Linked DNA regions of Mus musculus: regions 1, 2 and 4 are each linked to region 3. Evidence: chromatin contacts called from public ChIA-PET and promoter capture Hi-C data. All regions are on one chromosome and are shown on one strand. The core of a region is the stretch at or near the end of the contact, and the rest is flanking DNA. Distances in the headings are between cores, read along the strand shown.

Region 1 (3,107 bases), core at 586-3,085, 670 kb after region 3:
TCTTCATTTGAATAGCCATGTTGAAGTAAAGAAATAATATATACTGTATAGGCCTAAAGATACATCATAATTGGACAGTTTATTCCGTGTGATTGTGATGTCTGGGAGGCGTGGTTTATAATGACATGAGCTGTGGCTAATGCTTGTAATCAGGACATAGCTTCTGTTTTGTGGCATTTGTTTGAGGCAGGTTCGTATGTAGCCTAGGCTGTCCTGGTACTCATTAGGTAGACCAGGCTGTCCTTAAACTTGCATCAGGCCTTCTGCCTCTGCCTCCCAAGGGCTGAAAATACAGATGTCACCTCGTCACCATGCCTGGCTTGTGTAACAAATCCAGCATACCCAGTTGATGATAGTTTTCCTGTTTCCTTCCCAGTCTTGTTTTCAAAAGTCATGTGTGCAGGAACATTGGTGCCAATGTGACCTCAAATGACTCCTGCCTGGGTCCTAAAGAGCCCATTTCTCATGGCTGGCTGCTCTTAGCTTCAGTAGCCAACAGCTTCTGCTTCATGTATCCCACTCTCCTTCCTTCTCCCTCACCCATCCTCTCTCCCCACCCTGCACTCTGCTCAGTGGATTATAATCAGCCCAGTCACTCCGCAACCCTTCGAATCCAGCCACCTACAGGAGGGTCCCACATCAGGAAACTTACCCTTCCACATTCTTCTAGAGTAGAGAAAGTGTCCTTCCCCGTGGCAGGAGGGAATACCACAGCTGTTAGGCCTTATGATTGGTTTGGAGGAACTAATGGGAGAAGGAAGTTTGAACAGAGAAAAATCTCTCCTTAAGACTCACCCTTCCCTCTGCCTTTTCTGGGTATGCCCCTCCTCTGGGCATCTCTTCAGGATTTCATTCCTGCGTCCAACTGCCGTTCACAACTGCCCTTTCCAACTGCTCCAGAACTCTTGGCCCTGGTGTTCTGTGATGTAAATTATTCCACGCATGGCTTGAAATGGGTGAGAAGCAGGGTTGCCAGGTGTCGGGTCACTAGTGTAAGTTGACTGGCTCTCGGGGGAGAACCACGGCTGGAATTTGTTCAGTTGTTACAGTCTGGGCCAGAGCTGTGCTGGCCATGCTTGTGGCTGCTGCAGGCAGAGAGAGGGAGCTCCGAGCTGCAGTGGGGAGAACTTGGGCTGCAGTTTCTACTTTAAACATTCCTGGTCCAGCTATGGACTATTCGGCATTGAACTTGGACAGTATTTCTGCACTGGGAAGCACCCAAGGCCCACGACCAGAGCCTGTATGGCTTGCACCACAGGGCCTCCTGGTCTGTCTCCAAATGTGGGGAGAACCCGCATTCTGCCTTCCCAAAGATCACCAAAATACGTTGAGAAGTCGGAGTTGCTCTCAGTGTTTAGACGCATCCGGTCACAACCCTGAAGGACTTCAGAATCTGAGAGCTTTCCTAAAGCAAAATTTTGTCTCTGCCCTTACTCATTCTACGTTTGATGGCATAAGTCCTCCTTCATGGTCTCTCTCGGGAATCTGCATGTGGCCGGTGGCTGCAGCTATCTTAGATGTGTCTAAACTCTTTGGACCTCTATGTTGAAACTGATTTATAGGAGAAACAATTTAAGTCAAAAATGTATTCAAGTAACTGTTAATTTCACATATTTCTACCTTTTTGTTGTTGTTGTTGTTTTTCGAGACAGGGTTTCTCTGTGTAGCCCTGGCTGTCCTGGAACTCACTTTGTAGACCAGGCTGGCCTCAAACTCAGAAATCCGCCTGCCTCTGCCTCTGCCTCCCGAGTGCTGGGATTAAAGGCGTGCGCCACTACGCCTGGCACCTTTTGTTTTTGTTTTTGTTTTTGTTTTTGTTTTTTGTTTTTGACATGGGGTCTCATGTAGCCCAGGCTGGCCTCAACCTTGTCATGTAGGCAAGGGTAGCCTTCACCTCCTGATCCTCCTGTCTCTGCCTTCCAACTCCTGGGATCAAGGTGTTTGCCAGTGTGTCTGGCTTGCTTGGCTATTTGTTTATTTACTTATGAGCTGCGGTCTTGCTATTGTCCAGGCTGACCTTGAACTCTTGGACTCAAGTTCCCTTCCTTACTGAGTCCTACCTGAGTGGCCAGGACTACTGGCAAATGACACTGTGCCCACCAGCCACAACATTTTTCCCATGGTAGGCTTGATAGGTGACTAGGGAAAGCTCCCGTGCTGACAGTTGTGTGGAGGCTCAGCGTGCTCCACTGCATCCATATTGCTGGCCGCCCTGCTCCGACTCACTGCCTCCCTCCCTCTCTCCTTGCAGTTGTCATGGATGATGACGATGACTCCTGTCTCCTCGATCTTATTGGGTAAGATGCTCCTGTGGGGCCCAGGGTGGACCGCTCGTGTGAGGTGTGAGGAGTAGAAAGAGCTCTGTAGCTATCTTAAGCTCCTGGCCTTTTAAAATAAAAAATAATACTTTACCATGGTTACAGCAATAACTAGCACAGAGAGTTTGTGTGTTTGTTTGTTTGTACTAAGATTTTGTTATACCAGGCAGTGGTGGCACACACCTTTAATCCCAGCACTTGGGAGGCAGAGGCAGAGGCAGGCAGATTTCTGAGTTTGAGGCCAGCCTGGTCTACAGAGTGAGTTCCAGGACAGCCAGGGCTACACAGAGAAACCCTGTCTCAGAAAACAAAAATAAATAAATAAACAAATAAATAAGATTTTATTTATTTTATGTATAAAGTACACTGTCATTGTCTTCAGAAGAGGGCATCAGATCACATACAGATGGTTGTGAGCCACCATGTGGTTGCTGGGATTTGAACTCAGGACATCAGGAAGAGCAGTCAGTGCTCTTAACTGCCACAGAAAGGTAGTTTTACACACAGGTCATAACTCAGCAACCCATTCCTTTTGGTTTTACTTGTTATTTTTTTTAGTAAGTCTGGGGATGGCAGGCCAGGGTGTTGCTTAGTTTTATTTTTAGCTCACCAAGCAAGGGCAAGGTCCAAGTTCACCCCCCAGGACTGAAGCAGTAGGCGCTTCCCAGAGACAGAAGTGTAGAAAATGGTTTAAAATGGAGAGATTTCACTGGAGCTAGTGTTTCGTTTCTTTTTGCCTTATATAACTATCAGCAGCTATTTACGTAGAAGTAGCAGTACTTACTTGTT
Region 2 (2,776 bases), core at 250-2,749, 820 kb after region 3:
GGCGGATTTCTGAGTTCGAGGCCAGCCTGGTCTACAAAGTGAGCTCCAGGACAGCCAGGGCTATACAGAGAAACCCTGTCTCGAAAACCCAAAAAAAAAAAAAAAAAAAAAAAAAAGAACGGGACCAGCTCCTCTCTCCCTAGTGCCTCAGTCAGCCCAAGACCCCCAACACATCATCACGCCCTCATTATTGCCAGGTCTGCCCATTCCCAAGTCTAGTGAGACAGCATTTCACTTAGATTCTGAAGTCCACAAAATCTCAGGTAACGAAATTTTTAGGAATAAAGTGATCTTGTTTGGGGGTGAGGGGGAGAATGGGGGGCATTGTATTCGGTTTTTCTCTGTGCAGCCCTGACTCTCCTGGAATTTGCTCTGTAGACCAGGAGACCACCAGCCTGCCTCTGCCTCATGAGCGCTGGGATTAAAGGTGTGCACCACCATGCCCAGTTCTTACTAGTTTTTGGTAATTATTTCTAAATGAAGGAATGAGCTTTGGTTGTTTTTGTACCTGGGTCCATGGGGATAGAGCTGTGGCTGCTCAATGCGGCGGCTCCCTCCTCATCTTCATCCTCACTCTCCAATGGAGGGTCTGGCAGATGAAGCCCCAGGGCCTGCAGAACCAGAGAAGATAATTTGTTAGGCGCCCCTCCCCCTGCCATTATGATAAACAGCTGTTGGTACATTCCATCTCATCTGCTTAGTAACAGCATCCTCCACCATACCTGGATCCGATCTTGGATGTCAGCAGCTCCATCTTCTCCTTCACCCACTGGTGCCAATTCCACCTCTTCTTGTTCAGGGTCTTGATTGAGGGGCTGGTACGAGTAGCCTGCTGGGCCTGCTCCTGTTTCCTCCTGCTCTTCCTCGGGTTCTTCACTGCTCCAATCCCCAGTTCCTTCTGTAGGACCCTGATGTGGCCCTAAGTCCTCAGTCTGATTGGGGAAGATACGCTCAGGGCCCATGGTGTCTCCCCCTAGAACTACTGCTGCCATCCGGGCAGGGGCTGCAGGGACAGAAAGGCGGGATAGGGATGGGATGAAACCAGGTCTCCTTTCACGTTCAGCCACCCACTTCCCTCTCGCATGGAACTTGCATCTTCCTCCCGTCTCTCCTGCCTCCCTGTCTCAAGTTTGGGTTCTCATATTGAGCTGGAGCACACACGTCTTTAACTCGCCCGATTCCTAAATGAACCGACCACCGGAGGGTTTCACCTCTTCCTAAAAGCCTCTTCCCAGAACCTCGCCCCTCTCACCACGCCCCTCCTCTGGAGGTAACTGCTGGTCGCCAGGCTACCCACCATAGCGCGTCCCCGCCCCTCATTCCCTCTATTCCGGGGGAGTGTAGTACCGCCTGGCAAAAACCCCTTCAGGCCCAGGGTCTCCCCTTCAATGGCCCCAGCTACAGAGTCCCCTACCCGCCCCACTGATTCTCGGCGTTGGTATTTCCTCGCGCCTCACCCTCTCAGAGCCCACAGCCGGACCCGCACCTTCACTTCCGGCGGGGCAGGACATGCTGGGGCTCTTAGTCCTCCAGCCCCGCCCCGTGCCCGAGACTGACGCAAGCGAGGACAAGTCCGCCTCTTGCCCCGCCTCCGCCATCCCCTGCCCGGACCACAAAGAACTACATTACCCAGTGACCCTCAGGCGTGCGACGTGAACTGGTGTTCTGCGCATGCGCACAAACCGGCCCCGCCCACCCGCTCCCCATCTTTCGGCCCTGGGGTAATTCGTGGACTACAAGTCCCTGAAGCTGTCGGGCCGGCAATTCTCACTGCACGTGCGCGTCCCGCTGCCCGCCGGAAGGACGAAGTCTGGCAGTGTTTATCTCGTTGGGGACCGAGGAATCGGTTGGCGGGCAACGGGTTCTAGGCTGCTGGCAGCGCGAGGACCCGCGGCCCCACCCCGGCCCGGCCTGGCAGGTAGCCTGGGATGGGTTGGGGGGATGAGGAAAATTGAAGGGACAGGCGACGCCCATTGCCTACGGCTGGGGCCGCGCGGGAGGGGCTGAGAAGGCTGAGCTGGGGGTGGGGAGGGAGCTAGGGGGATGCTGGGAAAGAGGAGTGTTAATGGTCCGCGAAAGGGTTAGGGGAAAATGGCCTGGAGACGGGTGGGAGAGACCTGGTGGCTGGAGGAAGCGCTGAGAGAAGTGGACGAGTGGGTTCCGAAGAGAATCAGGAAGCTGAGCATAATGGCAGGGGGAGGGGGCAGTGTGGCGTCGTGGGGGAGGGGCGGCTGAGAAAGGTGGACTACAACCGGAGACCAGTCTCATTCACAGAGCGGTATGGTTGGCAGGGGATAAGAATGGCTTGCTTCCCTTCGTGAACTTAGACGAGTTAGAGGGCTCTGGTGTGGACCTTGAAGTGGTGGGAGGAGGAACTGCAAGGCTCTCGGGAAATTAAGAAGGGAAGGGGCGCGAGCAGGGAGGGGAAGCCGACCTCAGGGGCTGGGATGTTGAAAATGGCCTATTGGTGGGAAATGCTGGAGACCCAGAGATAACGTATAACCTCCTGCCTCCGAGTTCTCCTTAGGAAGATGGAGTCTTCCTCCGTCTGCCACTGGGATTGTAGTCTTATCTTTGTGCATTTTCGTTTTATCTGGACTTACTTTCAAAGGAGAGTAAAAGATATGAAGGAGGTTGATAGGCTCTCCACCACCACGTTCTTTCCTTTCTTTCTCTATTTTTTGTTTGTTTTTTTTTTTTGAGACAGGTTCTTGTAGCTCTGGCTAATTTGGGACTTACTGTGTAGACCCAGGTGGCTGACCTTAATTACACAGAC
Region 3 (2,700 bases), core at 164-2,663:
TATGAGTACACTGTAGCTGTCTTTTAGACACACTAGAAGAGGGCATCCAAACTCATTGCAGATGGTTGTGAGCCACCATGTGGTTGCTGGGAATTGAACTCAGGACCTCAGGACCCCAGGAAGAAGAGTCAGTGCTCTGATTGACCACTGAGCCATCTCTCCAGCCCAGTATGTGTTCTTAACTACTGAGCCACCTCTCTGCCCCAAAGTGTATTTTTAAAAGAGATTTATTTGTTTCAATTATATGAATACACACACTGTAGCTGTCTTTAGACACACCAGAAGAGGGCATTGGATCCCATTACCGATAATTGTAAGCCACCATGTGGCTGCTGGGAATAGAACTCAGAACCTCTGGAAGAGCAAGCAGAACCAAAGTGTTTTTTTGTTTTTAAATATTTATTTATTGCATACATGTGGGTATATTGGTCTTGTCTTCAGACACACCAGAAGAGGGCGCCAGATTTCTTTTTCTTTTTTTAAAATATTTATTTATTTATTATATACACTGTAGCTGTCTTCAGACACACCAGAAGAGGGCATCAGATCTCATTACGGATGGTTGTGAGCCACCATGTGGTTGCTGGGATTTGAACTCAGGACCTTTGGAAGAGCAGTCGGCGCTCCTAACCGCTGAGCCATCTCACCAGCCCCTCTTTTTCTTTTTCTTTTTCTTTTTCTTTTTTTTTTTTTTTACAGGGTTTTCTCTTTGTAGCCCTGGCTGTCCTGGAACTCACTCTGTAGACCAGGCTGGCCTCGAACTCAGAACTCCACCTGCCTCTGCCTCCCAAGTGCTGGGATTAAAGTCGTGCACCACCAAGGCCCTGCGAAGGCGCCAGTTCTCATTGTAGATGGTTGTGAGCCATCACGTGGTTGCTGGGAATTGAACTAAAGACCTCTGGAAGAGCAATCAGTGCTCTTAACCGCTGAGCCATCTCTCCAGACCCAAATTGTATTCTTAGTGTATTTCTGAGAACTTACTTCATACAAATGGCTTTGTTTTTGTTTTTATTTTTATTCTTTTCTTTTCAGGGAAAGGGTCTCCTTATGTAGTCCTAAACTGGCCTTTAATTCATTGCATAGCCCACGCTAGCCTGGAACTCTAGATCCTCTGGTCTCAGCTCCAAAGTGCTAGGATTACAGACGGCAGGCTCCTGGACAAAATATGTTTCTTTTAACTCAGTGCATCTCACAGTGCGTCTTCCAGATCAATTGCTACAGCTACTGACTTAAGTGTCCAAGAAAGCTTGGGTCACACAACGCCACGTGAGCTTGGGCTATCCCGAGCTCCCTCCACCCCCACCCCAGACTCACACGTGTTCGTAGAGCTTTTCTATAAGGCGGGGCACCCGCGGCCCCGCCCTTCTCCACCTCCCACCCCGCAACTACAAGTCCCATCGTGCCCCGCGCTCACGCACACTACGCAAGAGCAAGATGGCTGACACGGCGGCCGGGCCTGGTGGCTCCGGAACGGTAAGGGTGGAGAGGCGCGGCGTGAAGCCGAAAGAGTTTGGGTCTTCTGGATCTCTCCCACGGTTTGGGCCACGGTCTCGAACCGAGAAGCCCAGGCCCGCTCTGAGACCCGGGGCTGGAGAGTATCTCTGGCCGTAGGCGGTCCCCGCTGCTTGGCTTTTGGCAGCGGCCTCCTGAATTGCTGCATCTGAGACTTGATTGGCTTGTTCCTTGTTGAGGTGGGAACCCGGAACTCCTTCTGATTGGTCTGAAGAGGCTGTTTTTATCCTCTTACTGGCCGGCCGAAGTTGGAACTTCGTAAAATATTTACTTGCTCTGCCTTTCTCTGCGGTGATGCCTAGCTCTCCTCTGCATCCTGTGGTGGTAGCTGGTTTAATTTTCCTGGTTACTGAAATGGTGTGATGGGACAAGAAGATAGTAGATTTATTCGCTCAGTACCATCATTCGTGTATATATTCTTCCTTTGCTTTTCCCTCTCTCTTCCTGCCTCCTCTCGCGCCTGCCTCTGCCTCCCGGGTGCTGGGAATAAAGGCGTGCCCACCACAGACCCGCTCCTGTAACTTTGCTCCAGAAAGAAGTGAATGGGGCTGGAGAGATGGTTTAGTGGTTAAGACGGACTTGCTGGTCTTTCAGAGGACCTGAGTTTGGTGGAGTGGCTCACAATCACCTGTAACTCCTGCTTCACGGAATCCGGGCCAGCGCGGCACCTGCACTCGCAGGAACACACACACGCGCGCAAAACACACACATCTAGTGGTTCAAAGTCTCACTCTGGGCTTCTGATTTCCAGAGACCGGGAAGTAAGCAATCCACTAACCCTGCTGATAACTACCATCTGGCCCGGAGGAGGACCCTGCAAGTGGTTGTGAGCTCCTTGCTGACAGAGGCGGGATTTGAGAGTGCCGAGAAAGCGTCTGTGGAGACACTGACAGAGATGCTGCAGAGCTGTGAGTACCAAGAAACACTAGGCCCGCTGTTTCCTTTACAGACCCCCCCCCAGCTCCGTGAACTCCATCCCAGATTCTCTCTCCCCTTCTCTTGGAAGACTGTTAGAGACTCAGCTTCAGGCAGAAGAAACACACATGTCCATTGTAGAATGAGACTGTTTCGATGCTTATACATGTGGGAGAGACACAAATAGCAACCTTGTCATTTCAGTCGTCTGCAGCGGCATTAAGTGGCATTAAGTGTTACACAACTCTCAGCGTTATCCATGTCCAAAGCCCT
Region 4 (2,806 bases), core at 37-2,536, 960 kb after region 3:
CCTTTGGGGACCTTGAGGGTGGGCTAGCATAGGGGAGGGTGTTTTACCCTGTGTCAGAGCCAGCCTAAACCACCTGTATCCATTAAAGGAGCTTTTTCCGGGAGGGCAGTTGGGGTAGGGTGTCACTAAACCCTTGTTGCTGCCTTCAGTAGGAACAAGCCTACTTCTGCGGTTAGGTGGAGGGGTTGGGAAGGTTTTATGCACAGCCTACGTTTCATGGGGATGATCTGCTGACGTTTAAGAGCCCCCTGAACCTCTAATCCCCATTACTGTCTTCCCCAGCTGGGATGCCACCTTTCTGGCCTTTCTCCTGGAAATAGCTGGGGCGTTTGGGTGGCTTTCAAGACTGGGGCATGGTAAACCAGGGGTCAGAGTTGGGGAGCTTGGGACTCAGGTCTGTAACTGCCCAGCCCCCTTCTCTGCTCCTGTTTCACTCCTCTGCCGCCCACTCATGGCCCCTCCCCCAACACCGGAGGTGTTGATTCCTCCTCACAAAAGATAGAGCCTGGGCAAGTGATTCAGGCCAAGTGCTTACCAACGTGTGCTGTGTGATTGTGGCCTTGGGAGAACCTGTTTGTCAGGCAGGACTGAGGTGGCATTTCTATGTGCAGCAACCCTTGGTGTATCCCTAATTAAGTGGCTCTAGGGGTGTGTGCGCGCGCCTGTGTCCGAGTGAATACGTGTGTGAATGTGGAGTGCGTGTGGTATATCCGTGGTTTCTACTTCTCCTGGGATGTTGACCCAGGAATAGTGGACATGGTCACATCTTCTGTACAGAGCTTTCTTTTGTATTAAAAAAATACTCTTTCAATAAATGTATCATTTTTGTGCACAGACTGGGGTCTTTGGCTGTGTCTTTGGGATCTTTTTAGCATCGGGAGGGAGGAGGGAGCACAATCCCTTAAAGTCTGTCCCAAGCTGCGGTGTGCTTTGGACTGTTCAATCCTACATGATTGAAGAGATCTGGGCGAGGACTTAATGCATGGTTTTGCCAGCAGCTCAGGGAAGGTCAGGGGTTTTACTTAAAAGTCAAAGTGACCCAATGATCTAAAATACCGCAGGGTTTGGGCAGCGCTGGGAAACAACAACAACACACACACACAAGTCCGGTGATGGGAGTATGGGTTAACTAATGCGGAGATGATTGCTGTGGTGGGTGGGAGAGGAAGATGGACCCGGTGGAGCGCAGGATGCTTCACACCGGACTACCTGGGAAGGACACTGGTTGCTGACTCCCTCGGCTAATACGCATGCTCCACTCACGCGCCGCTTTGCCACGCTCGCAGTGGGCCACCGTAGGACCCGTAGTCGCCCGGGTCGTGCGTGCGCCCGGCGTGTGACCCGGAAAAGAGCTGTGGAGGAGGCGGGCCCAGTTGCGGGACCCGCTGCTGGGTGACAGCGAGGGTCCAGCCGGGAGGGCGGTGAGAGGTGAGAAGAAAGCTCTGCACCGAGCCATCCCTTCTTTTCCCAACCCCCTCCAAGTCCCTCATCCCTTCCTCCCGGACTAGAGGGAGAAGTCGGGGAAGCAGGTCCTGTCAGCTCGCGACCGCGCCCCGCCATGCTCACCCCGCGCCGCCCCGCTCCCCCAGGCCATTATTCCCCGCTTGGTGTTGAGCGGGCTCCTCCGCCACCTCTCTGGAGTCTAGCTTGGACGCGATCGTGCTGCTTTCTGTTCTCAGTCCCGGCAGTCAGGCGTCACCTTCACACCCCTATTTAGAGCTTCTGGTTTAGGCCCTCCCTATGCCATCCCCGCCCCCCAGGCCTAGAAGATGGTTTGGCTTGGCCCCATGTTTGTCAACAGCTATAAGAGCATCAATGGTTATCGCCTAGCCTTCCTTCCATGCTAAGTGAATCCCATCCACACAGAAGTTCACATCTTATATGACTCCTCCTTTCTTCTGCTTGCCTCCTGTCCGTGCACCCTGACATGACTCCTGCCTGGATAACTGGTTCTTTTATCCAGGTACACCTTCTATTTTACTCTCTCCATTGCACTGTTTCAAATCACACATACCTTTCCCTAGTCGTTTTATTTTCATTAATATTCTGCTTTAACAACCTTTCTTATCTGATGCCTGCAACCTACTGTCCCCATCTAAGAATAGATTATGCTGTAATACATTTTTTTTACTGAGCAGTTCTGTGCTAACGAATGTTCAGTTTGGTTTCTGTTTTAAAGATTCATTTATTTTATTTATATGAGTAACTGTCTTAAGACACACCAGAAGAAGGCATCGGATCCCATTACAGATGGTTGTGAGCCGCCATGTGGTTGTTGGCAATTGAACTCAGGACCTCTGGAAGAGCAGACAGTGCTCTTAACCACTGAACCATCTCTCCAGCCCTTAAAGACAATCTTACTGTGTAGTTTGGGCTTAGCCAGGAACTTTCTGTGTGTAGCCAAGCCTAACCTCGGAATTTGTGATTCTTTTGCCTCAGTCTCCTGAATATCAAGATTATAGGCACACCAGGCTTAAATTCATAGCCTTTTAGAAAGGAGATTTATGGACCTGGGGATGTAGCTCAGTTGGTGGAGTGTTTGCCTAGCACCCAGGAAGCCCTGGGTTCAATCCCCAGCACCCATATAATGCTGAAAACCATGTCTAACTCGACTTCCAGGGGATCTGATGCCTTCCCTGGCCTCCAAGGGCACCAGGCAAGTGCTGCACAGACAAATACACAAACAAAATTCATACACACAGATTTATTTATTTTATTTGCTTTTTTCGAGACAGGGTTGCTCTGTGTAGCCCTGGCTGTCCTGGAACTCACTCTGTAGACCAGGCTGGCCTCCAACTCAGAAATC

What was found. Promoter capture Hi-C pulls out the DNA fragments that hold promoters and counts their contacts. ChIA-PET counts read pairs in DNA pulled down with a chosen protein or histone mark.
Region 1: a contact with region 3 is called in a promoter capture Hi-C map of hematopoietic stem and progenitor cells. The contact joins the promoter of Bicral here to the promoter of Taf8 in region 3. A contact is called at or near these places in 7 of 39 promoter capture datasets (the 3T3-L1 cell line, cranial neural crest, embryonic stem cells and 4 more) and 1 of 115 datasets of contacts at active chromatin or transcription factors (astrocytes).
Region 2: a promoter capture Hi-C map of pre-B cells shows a contact between it and region 3. The contact joins the promoter of Mea1 here to the promoter of Taf8 in region 3. A contact is called at or near these places in 5 of 39 promoter capture datasets (the C10 cell line, cranial neural crest, liver and 1 more), 1 of 115 datasets of contacts at active chromatin or transcription factors (regulatory T cell precursor) and 1 of 9 other capture datasets (adipose tissue).
Region 4: a contact with region 3 is called in an RNA polymerase II ChIA-PET map of memory CD8 T cells, with 5 read pairs. The contact joins the promoter of Cul9 here to the promoter of Taf8 in region 3. A contact is called at or near these places in 2 of 39 promoter capture datasets (liver and maxillary cranial neural crest) and 2 of 115 datasets of contacts at active chromatin or transcription factors (memory CD8 T cells and pancreatic cancer cells).

Annotation. Positions count from the first base shown.
Region 1 is chr17:46,830,141-46,833,247 of GRCm38.p6, reverse strand. It overlaps Bicral (BRD4 interacting chromatin remodeling complex associated protein like), which reads left to right and starts at 1,835. Exons shown (of 11, transcript NM_001100452.1): 1 at 1,835-2,297. The coding sequence starts at 2,257.
Region 2 is chr17:46,679,844-46,682,619 of GRCm38.p6, reverse strand. It overlaps Mea1 (male enhanced antigen 1), which reads right to left and starts at 1,499. Exons shown (of 4, transcript NM_010787.2): 1 at 1,415-1,499; 2 at 723-1,003; 3 at 509-611. The coding sequence starts at 992. It overlaps Klhdc3 (kelch domain containing 3), which reads left to right and starts at 1,690. Exons shown (of 12, transcript NM_027910.3): 1 at 1,690-1,918.
Region 3 is chr17:47,501,004-47,503,703 of GRCm38.p6, reverse strand. It overlaps Taf8 (TATA-box binding protein associated factor 8), which reads left to right and starts at 1,413. Exons shown (of 9, transcript NM_022015.4): 1 at 1,413-1,473; 2 at 2,264-2,420. The coding sequence starts at 1,435.
Region 4 is chr17:46,544,868-46,547,673 of GRCm38.p6, reverse strand. Cul9 (cullin 9) reads left to right here and starts at 1,286. Exons shown (of 41, transcript NM_001081335.2): 1 at 1,286-1,428. It overlaps Srf (serum response factor), which reads left to right. Exons shown (of 7, transcript NM_020493.2): 7 at 1-835.